2 separate regions of the Ovis aries genome follow, and region 1 is linked to region 2. A link is a contact called in public Hi-C data. All regions are on one chromosome and are shown on one strand. Each heading gives the region's core, a stretch centred on a gene start, on an enhancer-like site or on the middle of the called end of the contact. The rest is flanking DNA. Distances are from core to core; before and after follow the strand shown. Region 1 has its middle 220 kb from the start of FAM43A. Region 2 overlaps XXYLT1 (xyloside xylosyltransferase 1).

Region 1 (5,885 bases), core at 3,191-5,690, 190 kb before region 2:
TTACCTTTATTTACTTTTTCTCCAAAACTCTTTCATTACATAGTTAAAAGCCATTTTTAAAAAGGGGGCTCACCCTATGACATCTGTTTTTGCTAAATGCTGATTCCCCTCCAGTTTGTCTGCTCTTAAGTGCCTTCAGCTAGTTGTTTTTTTATTTCTTCAGAGTTTATCATTGTTGTCTTCAGGAGGGTTGGTTCAATACATCCTACTCCATTACTGTAAGATGAGCACTTTCTTGGGGCTATTACATTCATTTTTATATGAAGTATTGGTTTGTAATTTTTCTTCCTTGATCACTCTTGTCAATCAAGACCATGCAGACTTCATGGATAAAAAGAGTTTATCCGTCACTATCAAATATAGATTTGGACCTTTTTAAAAAATTATCTTAATTAAATTTTCCTTCTATGTGTCCTTATTCCATCATTCATTCATCAATATTTATTCAGATTCTACTATACGCTACCATGGGTAAAGCCCTGGGAAGAAGATGAATAAATCTATTCCCTACTCCTAAAAAGCCCCAAGTCTAGTGGCAGTGACATAATCAGATCTCACATTTGTCTAGCCCGAAGTCTTTTTACACAGGACATCATGCTCAGTCCCCACAAGAAGCTTGTGAAATCTATGTGGCAGCTATTGCCATCTCTGCCTAACACACTCCCTCTAAGCCCCTCTAACCTCTAGCCATCATTAAGTCAGGGTTTCACTGCTGTGACTAACCTGGAGCCATAGAAAGCCAGTAATGGACATATAAGAAAGAGAAATTTTGGTTGTGTTGAGTCTCTGAGATTGGGGAATAACTTGTTACCAAAGCGTAACTGGGACAGATATAATTATTTCTTTGAGGTGTCCCTCAGGACCACCCACAGCATCCCCTAAAGAGTCATCCAGTTTCTGTGAAAATTCATCTGGTTTCTTTTACTTGATGCATTAATAGACAGACATAAATATGATTTTATTTCTGGAGCTAATCATTCTGAAATTCAGAGAGGTGAAGGAGTTGCTTAAAATCACACAGCTTGGAAATCAAAGGGCTGGGACTTGAATGTAGCTCTCCTAACTCCCAGTCCAGTCTTTTCCTACATTATAATCTCCCTCATTCTGAAACTCCTCTATTTTGTTAGTGTATTTTAAGCTATATTTAAGGTTGTGTCGTGTTTATGAGATTAATTGGGAAGACGAGCTGTATTTTGATCCAGTCATTTGTGTTGTCTAAGAGGAGAAAGCAAGTATGTGTATGACCCTTAAAAAGAGGTTTTCTCTGACTGTCCCTGCCCAGAGAGACACAGGGGAAGTCAGCACAGGCTCCCGCAAGGCTGCTCGACTGGCCCAGCTTAATCAGAGAACATCTTTGAACCAGTGAGGGGAATGAGGACCCTTTCATCCAGTGAGAGTCGTAGGGCCATTGTGGACAAGCACCCAGCCGGTTATCAATGGTGGGCAGCTGCATAAACGGACTAGTGCCTTTCTGCCCGAGAAGTGCTTTGGATGACTCTGAAATCCCGTCAGGAAACTAAAGGGAAGAGAAGAGATAAAGTGGACTGTTATATTAGCCAGTAGCTAAAAGCATTTTTTAAAAGTTATTATTATTTAGAATGTTCTCTCAACATACTCTTTTCAACTGAAATGTGTAGTAAGTAGTCACAGAGGAGAAATCTGGCTGACATGACCTTAACTGAACAATCAGATGTAACATACCCTATAACGGGACAGGCACCTTGTGCTGTCCCCTCAAGAGATACAATGGAAGTAAACAACATTTATGTACTGTTCCTGTTGAAAATGCTTAACATAAATCATGTAGAAACAATCAGAAACATTCAAAACATCCAAGTCTGTGAAACAGCTTACCTAGACTCCTCAAAAACATCAGTGTCACAAAAGATATTTTTTACAGTTGTGGGGACTATTCCAATTGAAGATAGACTGAAAAGACATGGCAACTAAAGGCACTGTATGATTCCCAATTGTATCCTAGAAATTTTAAATCCAGTTATCATGGCTACTGGGAAAACTTGAATAGGGACTATATATCTGATCACAGTTTTGTATCCTTGTTAAGTTTCCTTAGAGTGGCTGTGGTTATATAGGAGAATGTTCTATTTTTATTCACATGGCATTACAGAGTGAAGAATCATGGTGTCTGTGACATACTCTTCTCACATGGTTAAACTACCTTAAAGGTGTATATGTACTAATATATATACATATTTTAATATACAAATGTATGTGTGCATGTGTGCAGACAGATAAAGCTAATATGACACAACATTAAAGCTGGTGAATCTAGCTGAAGGATATGTGGGTGTTCGAGGCAGTAGTCTGAATTTTCTTTTCTTGAAGCATTACAGAAAAGTACTCAGATCATAAGTCTATGTGAAAATTTTTCTGTAGGATTGAAAATATTAAAATAAGACTTTGGAGGAGGAAAGTAGCAGTCAGAGTAAGTTATCTACACTAAAAAGAGGAGTTACAAATACTGTTTGAAAAACAGGTTATATATTCTTTGAGTTAGTTGCACACGCCTAAGTGGACAGACCCCAAAACTAACGTTACTGCTGACTGGTGTGACCTTGACTTGGTGCAGATTTCCCAGGTGGAAGTGGATTCCTTAGGAATAAATTAAGGCTTCTGAGCACTTGCCACAAACCTCCAACTCTCCACTAAGTGACAGTCTCCTTGTGCCTTGTGAGACCTTCCTATTATGGCCATAGAATTTTACTTGGGGGTGGGGAGGGGTTAAACCTAGAATTATTCACAGACTCGGAGATTTTCCAAACCAGGGATAAACCTGTCCCTCTATCACCCCACTGCCTCTCTCGGGAAGGCACTGCTAAAACTGCAGAGTCAAGGAAGCTCCAGGGAGGAAAACCCCAAAGCAGCCCTGACTCCATCCTTCTGAGGATCCACATGACTAGAAGTGTGGCCTCAGGTGATTGGCTCTGGGGCCAGGTGGCAGGAAAGGGCTCCAAGTAGATCCATCCTGTCCCCCCAAGCTCCTCCTGAAGGGGTGGGGAAACTTGGGTATGCAGTCGGGGCCCTCATCCCGCGGCGTTTAGGTGGTGGTTAAAGCATGAGACCACAGAGGAGCCTCAGCGTCCTCTCAAGTGGAACCCTGTTCATTTGTCCTTCTTTCCACTCTTCAGCCCGTTCCAGGGCCCCGCAGGCTGAGGATTCCTGGTGTCACCAGGTGGGAAGTCCTGAGGGGGACAGGACTTCCTGCGTGCTCGGCTGTGGGGGTGGCTAAAGTGATTAGTTGGAACATTGCAAACAGATGTCGTCCTATTTGTCTTCCAAGCCAGTAAAGCGAGTTTCTGTGCAGCTGGGGTCAAAGGCGTTTTCAAAGTCAAAGAAATGTTAACAACCTCTTCCTCATGTGTAAAACCTACACCCAAACACGCCTGCCAGACGCAAGGACACAAGTTCACATTCTCACCTCCCCTTCTCCCGGTCCATCCTGTTCCCCCACACTCTGACCCACCAAGGAGAGGGCAGGCGGAAAGGCTAGTGGTGAACCAGGGCAAGACACAGGAAGGTGCATCTTAAAGAACTCTAAACCTTGGTTCAGTGACGTGGTTTCTCTCCACAACATTCCCTTCCCTTGCCTCTACTTCCCCTCAATGGAGTAATACTAGGGGCTCAGCACCGCACAGGAAGCTTTGGGTCTAAAAAACATTTCTTCTCCGGCTTCAAAGAAGTCTGAATGCTCTTTCACTAAGTGATCCAAGAGTAAGGATTATTCATTTCCCTGAATTCATCAGGTTTTGCAATAGGTCCCTGAGCCAGGACGCAGGGTTTAAGTGAAATCACACATACTCAAAGAATGTTTGTGTAGCCCAGTTTCATCTGGAAAAGCCAGTGACTGTTACACAAAGATTTTTTTTTTTTAATTCCAAAGTAGTGAAGTATTTGGAGCACAGTAGCCAAGGGATATGAATTATGCTCTCAACTTTACTATTTTAATTGCTTATTTTATTTATCTTTATTGTGATAAATATAAACCTACCCCAACAAAGAAGAGGATCCAACAGCCCATCCTGGACAAAGAAAATTGAGGAATTTTTCTCATGGCAACAATCTCGATTGCCGAGAACTCATTATTGCTGCTGACTGGTTTGGTGTTTATCATGGGAAGAACACCAACCCAAAATAAAATGTTGTCGAAAACTTTATCCACTTGTATTGCAGCCAAATAGCACAGAAGGCACTGGTTTCTCCCGCCCTGCTGCTAGCATCATGGTTTCGTTTTAGGACCAGGCACGGTATCTAGAAATAAATGTCAACACCCTGCTTGATGTTTTGCCATAGCTTGGCTTGGCACCGTAACTGCAGGATTAATTCCAAGGGCAGGCCCCTTTCCTAAGAACACCGCCTACATTTCAACAGCCAGTCTCACTGGACTACACCTGTGGAGAGAGAACCATAGACAAAATCTCTTCGTGATAGAGAAAAGTACCCAAAGTTTGCTGTGTCGAAATCAGGAAAGCGCTGTAGTGTGAAAAGACTCATTTGCAGATAGACCAACAACAAACTCTACATCCTTTTTCTAGAGGGACATGGAAAATGGCTCCATTAAAATACTATATTCGACATTCTTGAAATAATTGAGCTTCCTGATGGCATTCTTCTCGGAGATGGAGAGGAAACTTGACTCAACCTAGCTTTGTGGACAAAGAGAGTCCTGAGGCACATGCCAAAGGCAGGATGGGCTTGTGCAAGAGAGCTGGGGCTGGGGTGGTGTGGTGGGTAATCCCAGCTCCCCGACCCGTCCCCGCCCCACCCCCCCCCCCCCACACCGCCCCCAACACACACACACACAGCCTGGAGTGCGAAGGTCGGGGCAGAGAGGAAGAGTGGGAAAACCTGGATGAGGACTGATTGGAAGCCAAGGTCGTTGCTCTGATTCAGTCACTCCTTCCTGGAAAGAGAGCGTTTCTGTGCTTAGCCTCGTGGCCTCATATTTCCAGGAAGTTGCTGGCTCTCCGGCTCTCTCCAGAGCTTGCTTATTTACCAGGTTTCTAAGCTCAGGGACAGAAAGATGTGAAGAAATTACTCAAGTGGGACACAAAGAGAAACCAAAGGCACAGCAAAAGGCTTCTAGAATGCTACTCACACACATCTTCCTGTGGAAATTAGAATCAATTTTTATTGCCTACAACAACTAAAAAGCATATTTCATGAAGTTTCAGACTATTTTTCCCCCCAAAGAATGTCATTTGGAGAATGCTCAGAACGATAAAGTGAAGGGAGGAAGGCAACTTTAAAACTTCTAGAACACTTAATTTCGGAGAAGGCAATGGCGACCCACTCCAGTATTCTTGCCTGGAAGGTCCCATGGGTGGAGGATCCTGATAGGCTGCAGACCATGGGGTCGCTAAGAGTTGGACACGACTGAGCGACTTCACTTTCACTCTTCACTTTCATGCATTGGAGAAGGACACGGCAACCCACTCCAGTGTTCTTGCCTGGAGAATCGCAGGGACGGAGGAGCCTGGTGGGCTGCCGTCTATGGGGTCGCACAGAGTCGGATACGACTGAAGTGACTTAGCAGCAGCAGCAGCAGAACACTTAATTTAATCCTTTGCAAGCCCATCTCAAAATATAACCAAATGTATGCGAGATCTTTGTGAAAGTTATTGAGAGAGGACAAAGTCTGTGCAAGGCAACTTTCACAGTCTTCTCCTGCCTATTGTTGGACTCATCTGCTCCAGTCAGGCTTTATTTTATTTTTAAATGTTTATTTATTCATTTGGCCATCCCAGGTTCTAATTTGCGGCATTTGGGATCTTTAGTTGCAGTATGTGGGATCTCATCTCCTGACCAGGGATTGAACCCAGGCTCCCTGCATTGCGAGTGAAGAGTCTTAGCCACTGGACCACCAA
Region 2 (5,913 bases), core at 3,232-5,731:
GCTGGATATGCCAGGCTCATCAGCTGGCTGTGGGCACAGGGCTGCCGTGGAATAAATGAACCAATTCAGAATTTAGGGAGACCTGGTATTTTAGAGCCTCAATCTTAGAAAGAGCTATCAAGGATAACAATAACAGTGGGTCCACAGCATTTTAGAATTTCCCAAGAGGTGGAGGCAGTAAGGCTTCAAAATTTCGTTCCTTGAAGGAGGAATCTTGGTAGGGTTTTAAGAGCACTGTGTTCCTCAGGGATCTGCTAGTTATCAGCTGAGCAATATCGGGCGGGCAGGTCACTTACCTGCTTAGAACCTCAGCTCTGCCTTCAATAAAAATAAAAATTGCTTCCACGTAACAAAACAGAAATACGGATCCAATAAGGGGAAATTACTATGTACACTAGATTGCAGCGTGACTGGCAGCTGAAAGTATCCAGTAAGAGACTGGGGAGCTAGTAACTAACATGAAACTATGGTGACTGGGTGATAACTTTGAGCCGCTTTCCTCAACGAGATGAAAAGAATGGACTAGATGGAAACTCAGTGAGCATGAAAGCTGATGACAAGCACAAACGGGCCCCTAGCCCTGGCCCTGCACAGAGGAGGAGCCTGCCACCAGGAGATGGTCCGAGGACATTCCACAGCCATCAGCTGGATGCTCCCAAGAGAGAAGGGGCCGTTTCATCCCCACTCCCCTGGAACAATGCTGAGTCTCTTGAATGCCTCTTTTGTTCCGTGCAGCACAAAAATCACAAACATTTTTTAACTATCCTGGGTTTTTTGAGCTGTTTGTTCTTTTCTCAAAGGTCCTAAGATCACAGAAAGGCTTCCAAGAACAATAGCTGGTAACCTGCTCTGTGCAGTTGAAACAACAAGGCTGAGGGTTTCTGGCTGAAGGAGAGAAGGCTGGCCGAGGGGCCCAGGCAGGACCGGTGGGGTGCAGCCCTGCCCCTGAGCTCCCCCTGGGAAGGGGAGCTCCCACTGGGTCTGCAGGATTCCTGCAGGATGCCTTGGGCCCTTGCTGATTTCTCCAGGATCAGATTCCAGTCAAAACTCACATGGTCTCCTCCTGCTCTCTGAAAATGAGAAGCTTAGGTTTCTACCCTATCTGCTAAGGCCTCCATCAAGGCCCCAGGAAGGGGGTGATCTGTTCCAAGAAGGGAAGAGCCTAGATGTCCAGGAAAGGGCCTCACCCCTCCCACTTTGCTGCTGCTGCTGTTCTTTCCTCTTGGGGTGTCCTCCGTCCGAATACCTCTCTCACCCCTCTGCTGCCCAGATGTCCCCTCATGGACCACAGAGAAGGACAGCTTGGTAAGAGCCTCAGACTGTGCGTGGAAACATGGCTCCACTACTTCCTGGCTCTAAGGCTGACCTTGAATGAGCATGTTGACGATGCGCCTCAGTGTTCTCATCTGGAAAACGGGATTGAACAGAACTGCTATGAGGATTCAATAACATTCTGTTGCAGGAAGGGGGACCCCTTTCAGGGCCCGAAACTGGGTTCTTGTCTAACACTCGGAAATGAATTGTCCGAGGAGACACATGTGCTGACAAAGCAAGAGATTTTATTGGGAAAGGGTGCCCAGGTGGAGAGCAGTAGGGTAAGGGAAGCCAGGAGAACCGCTCTGCCACGTGGCTTTCAGTCTAGGGTTTTATGGTGATGGGATTAGTTTCCCGGTTGTCATTAGCCAATCATTCTGACTCAGAGTCCTTCCTGGTGGTGCACGCCTTGTTCAGCCAGGAGAGAAGGATTCTGGGAGGTGGTTGGACATGTGGTGTACCCTTTTGACCTTCCCGAACTCTTCTGGTTGGTGGAGGCTTATTAGTTATGTTCCTTACCAGAACCTCCTGTCGTAAAACAACTCATGCAAATGGTTACTGTGGTGCCTGGCCAGGGTGGGCGGTTTCAATCACTATGCTTCCCCTAACAATTGCATATAAATGCTCAGCACAGTGCCTGGGTCCAGGATGTGTACCAATAAATAGTAACTGTATCATTAACTGATGAGTGACTAAGCACAGGAAAGAAGGGGCTCCCTCTAGTGCAGAGAGGAAGTGAAGGAAGTCTGGGTCCCTGCATCAGAGCAGGTACAGAGAGGCCCCCAGGACCCCCTGTTCATCTCATCTCTGCTCCTTCACTTTCTACGAGCCTGCACACCCTCCCCAAGACCCTACAGGGCACAGATGCTCTGGGCATTTGCTCCTCTGCTGAATAGCCCTTGAAGGCCCCTTGGCTGCCCAGCCCAACCCACTCTTCCATCTTCTCTGGTCCCTAAACCTGCTCTAGATTTTCTAACCGATGGGGCTTGGGGCTGAGACATGTTGATCATACGCCAGAAAATGACACCTTGAACTAGAAAGGCTGAAGGCCTGCAGCTGAGACTCCATGAAAAATGGGGTAGAAACCTAAGCTTCACCCCAGCTCTGCCTTCAACTGACCATGAGAACTTAAATAAGGCTGCCCCTTCTGCAGGCCCCAGGCTCCTCATCTATAAATACTGAGGGCAAGACCCGGTCATCTCCAAAGGCACTTCTAGCCCTGAGGTCCCTGAGAAACTCAAGACTTCTGGGCCCTTGTTTATCATCCTCTACTCCACCCCTACACTGTGCAGATCGGGAAGGGAGGCTCTCTGATCTCCCTGCTCCAGCCCCTTCTCCCCAGGCTCCAGGGGAAGGTGGAAAAACCAGCTCAGTGTCTAGCCAGGAAGTAGCCCCTGGCTGAGCACCGGCAGCCAGGCCCAGCAGAGCCCACAAGAGGATGCGAAGGCTGGCTCCTGAGGGCTGCTCCCCACTTCCCCTGAGCAGCCAGGCTCAACTCCCCTGAAGGCAAGTCCCTCCAAGGGGAGAGGGGCCTTGAAGAGGTGACAGCCAGCACTAGTCACCACAAACTAGCAGGGGAGCTGAGAGAAGGAGGGAGCAGAGTCCTGGCACATAAACCTGCCCCACCAGCGTGACAGCTAGGACAGCCACGCGACCCTCGGCGTCACAGCGCCTGAGAAGGACAAGAGCATCTGGTGTCCCAGCACTGCTGGGCCTGGGACTGCCTGCAGCACTCCAAGAAGAGCGCTGTGCTCACTGTGCTCAGGGCGGGGTGTGTGACACGCTGGAAAGGATACGGGGCTATGAGCCAGGAGGCCCGGGTACCAGCCAGGCTCTGCACGAACCAGCTGGGTAACCTTGACAGTCACTTTCCTCTGGTCTCATTTCCCTACACTGAAAAATGAAGGAGGTGGGTGAGAAGATTTCAGTGTTCCCATTCAGCTGTGATGTTCTATAATTTTCCTAAATGGGAATGAGAATCAGATCTAATCAGCTAGAACGAATTCAACCAATATTTTTAGGTATCTTTAACTTGCCAAAAAAAAAAAGATTCTACATATTTTTTTCCTAAATGCTTGGGGATGCTACAGGTAGAAGGAGGAGTCTATTGCAATAGCTAACACCCGCTCCCTCCCACCCCCGGCCCCGCCATTGAAGCACAAGAGGCTTGCCTGAAGCCTGCCATTGGCATCCACTCCCTAGGGCCTCTCTGTCAGCAAGCCCACCCACCACTCTGAGCTTGCTGACAGAGCTAGAGTGGGATTAACCTGTATCAATCTTCCGTCTTCCGACTGATGAGGCTTTGGGGATTCTGGGAGAGCATGGAGGTACTACTGCCTGAGTCATTAACATCTGTAACATAACAGAGAACTCTCCCCAGAGCATCTCTGGAGGCAGAAGACAAGCGAGTCCCAAGGGCTGGAAGGCCTTCATCTGAGGAAGCTCATCCACTGAATTATTAATGAAATGCTGAATACTGCTCAAGTCTCCCATGACAGACGGGTTTTGCGAACTGACGGTTCCGAGGCCAATTAAGAAATGATTGTGGATTCCAAGGCAGTGCCACCAACAGCGAGTGTCTTAAAACGTCTCCAGAATCCGCTGCAGGAAATTTGGTCAGCCGTCTCCTTGGACATGGGCATGATAATGGAAGAGGAAGGGGTGCCACATGTTACAGGCTCTGGAACCGCTGCCCTACACCAAACTTCTGTCCTCTGACCCAGAGCATCACCAGAGCTGTGGTTACAGAGAACTAGAGCAACAGGGCCTCCCTGGGTCTCTGGACGAGCAGGCCTTGCGGAGTCTCAAAGCCTCAGCAAAGTAGGGGCCATGTGACAAACGGAATATGATTTTTAAAGTTTCAGAAAGTTACACTCAACAAAACCAGCCCAGAGTGTGTACTCCAGAACTCCTCAGAGCCTTTACTGTGCTATGTGAATTGAGAAGAGGGGAATAAAATGTTCAATTTCCCAAACTTATCTCCTCATGAAATCCTTTTCTCCAGACATGCTCTAGGATTGGTTTTCTGTGGAGCTAAGCCTGAGCAGTGTGGCCCCAGACCCCACAACCTTGATTTTACAGATGGAAAGACTGAAGACAAGAGCAGGCACACAGTGAGCAAGAGCCTGAGTACAGCCCCTTGTGCTATGTGGTAATGTTCCAGGTGCTTGGCAGCCGCTCTGGACTACATGCCAAGGCTTTCTCCAGGAACTGACAAGAGAGCCGGGGACTGAAACGCTTCTGGGAAAACGATAGGTATGAATGCAAGCCCTAGGACTGACCTGGACGGACACGGTTTGCAGTAACAGCATGAGAGAGCTCTGAGAACTTCTGGCTTGGCACAGAACACTTTTTTCTTTTTTCCTGTTAATAATTTGCCTAATGCTTCTATGTCGACCTTGCTAGAATTCAAACTCTATGGGGGTAGGGACCACATCTGTTTTGTTCATGAATGCAGCCCCAACCCGAGCACAAGGCCTGGCAAGCAGACAATACTCGGTAAATATCTGCTGACTGATGGACAAATGAGCACGTCTTACTATCTACTTCCAGGAACCCAAGACACTTTGATAATGAGTCCTCTTGCCTCCAGACAAAAGCCCCATGGAGTAATGGATACAGACAGCTCCTCAGCGCTGTGGGGCTGCCCCTGCTGCTTGGGGACGTGGTCAGCCAGGCTCCCACTAGAGCCGATCAGAGCACGGAAAGGGTTTGGCTCCAGAAAGGCTGGAGTCAGAGCCAGCACCGAAACCGTTTTTTCCAGGGATGCAAGACACATCTGTATTTCCTAACATTACAGTGCAGGGTGAGCAAGGCAGCCATGAATTATCAGAAGTATGTGGGAGAAAACAGATGTAGTAAGAATAAAAGGTATTCCTTGAAAGAATAAAAGGTATTCTTTCCAGCCAATTCAGGATCCATTCACTTATTACATATTTATTGAGCAATTACTCATGAGAAAAAAGAAAAAAAATGAAAGGCTTGGTCTCCACCCTCAAGAAGCTCATGGCCTAGAATGAGAGAAAAGATGCATATAGAAGTAACCACAGAGCAAGGAAGGCAGTGTTACCAGAGATACACAGGGAAACTCTTGCCCAAGAACAAGACGAAGAGCCTGATTTTGATAGAAAGCTGCAGCAACATTAAATCTGGGGCCTGAAAAAGGATGCCTACAGCCACCACTCCTCCCTTTGACTAGAACAGTCTCCAGAATGTAAAGGATGGGGGAAAGGTGAGAAAAGCCTGGGCCTGGACTCCTTTCATCCCATCGTCTTCCTCTGGGGGGCTCAGCAGGGAGGACAAAGCCCAGGGCAGGCTCCTCATGAAGCTCCATGAAGCCTCCAGATACTAGCCAATGTAAAGTGCCCTGACCAGCAGGGTACGGGAGGGACCTTCAAAGAGGTGGGGAACAGCAGAGGCTGGGGTGAGCAGAGTGGAGCTGTGGCCACTGTCTTCCAAGCTGGCCACCTGATTCAAACCTCCTGGGTGGGGAGTGAGCCCCAGCGGGAATCCAAGCTCAGTGGACTCCCCAGGAGTACTGGGTGACCCCCAGGCTTCCGAATACAAATTATCTCAACAAAGAAACCTCATTGCTTTTCA

What was found. Hi-C and Micro-C count contacts between places; a contact is called where the count stands out from the background.
Region 1: a Hi-C map of liver shows a contact between it and region 2, with 4 times the contacts expected there. The contact joins two enhancer-like sites. A contact is called at or near these places in 2 of 16 Hi-C or Micro-C datasets (liver and muscle).

What each region holds. Positions count from the first base shown.
Region 1 is chr1:193,460,681-193,466,565 of ARS-UI_Ramb_v3.0, reverse strand. No RefSeq gene overlaps it. Among named protein-coding and RNA genes, the nearest start is that of FAM43A, 220 kb to the left of the region's middle. Within about 2 kb of position 4,440, at least 17 of the 54 cell types and tissues checked have an H3K27ac peak or open chromatin away from gene starts, as enhancers often do. A contact at or near this core is called in liver, where this site is marked.
Region 2 is chr1:193,271,284-193,277,196 of ARS-UI_Ramb_v3.0, reverse strand. The region is part of intron 3 of XXYLT1 (xyloside xylosyltransferase 1); the gene reads right to left. Among named protein-coding and RNA genes, the nearest start is that of XXYLT1, 130 kb to the right of the region's middle. Within about 2 kb of position 4,481, at least 14 of the 54 cell types and tissues checked have an H3K27ac peak or open chromatin away from gene starts, as enhancers often do. A contact at or near this core is called in liver, where this site is marked.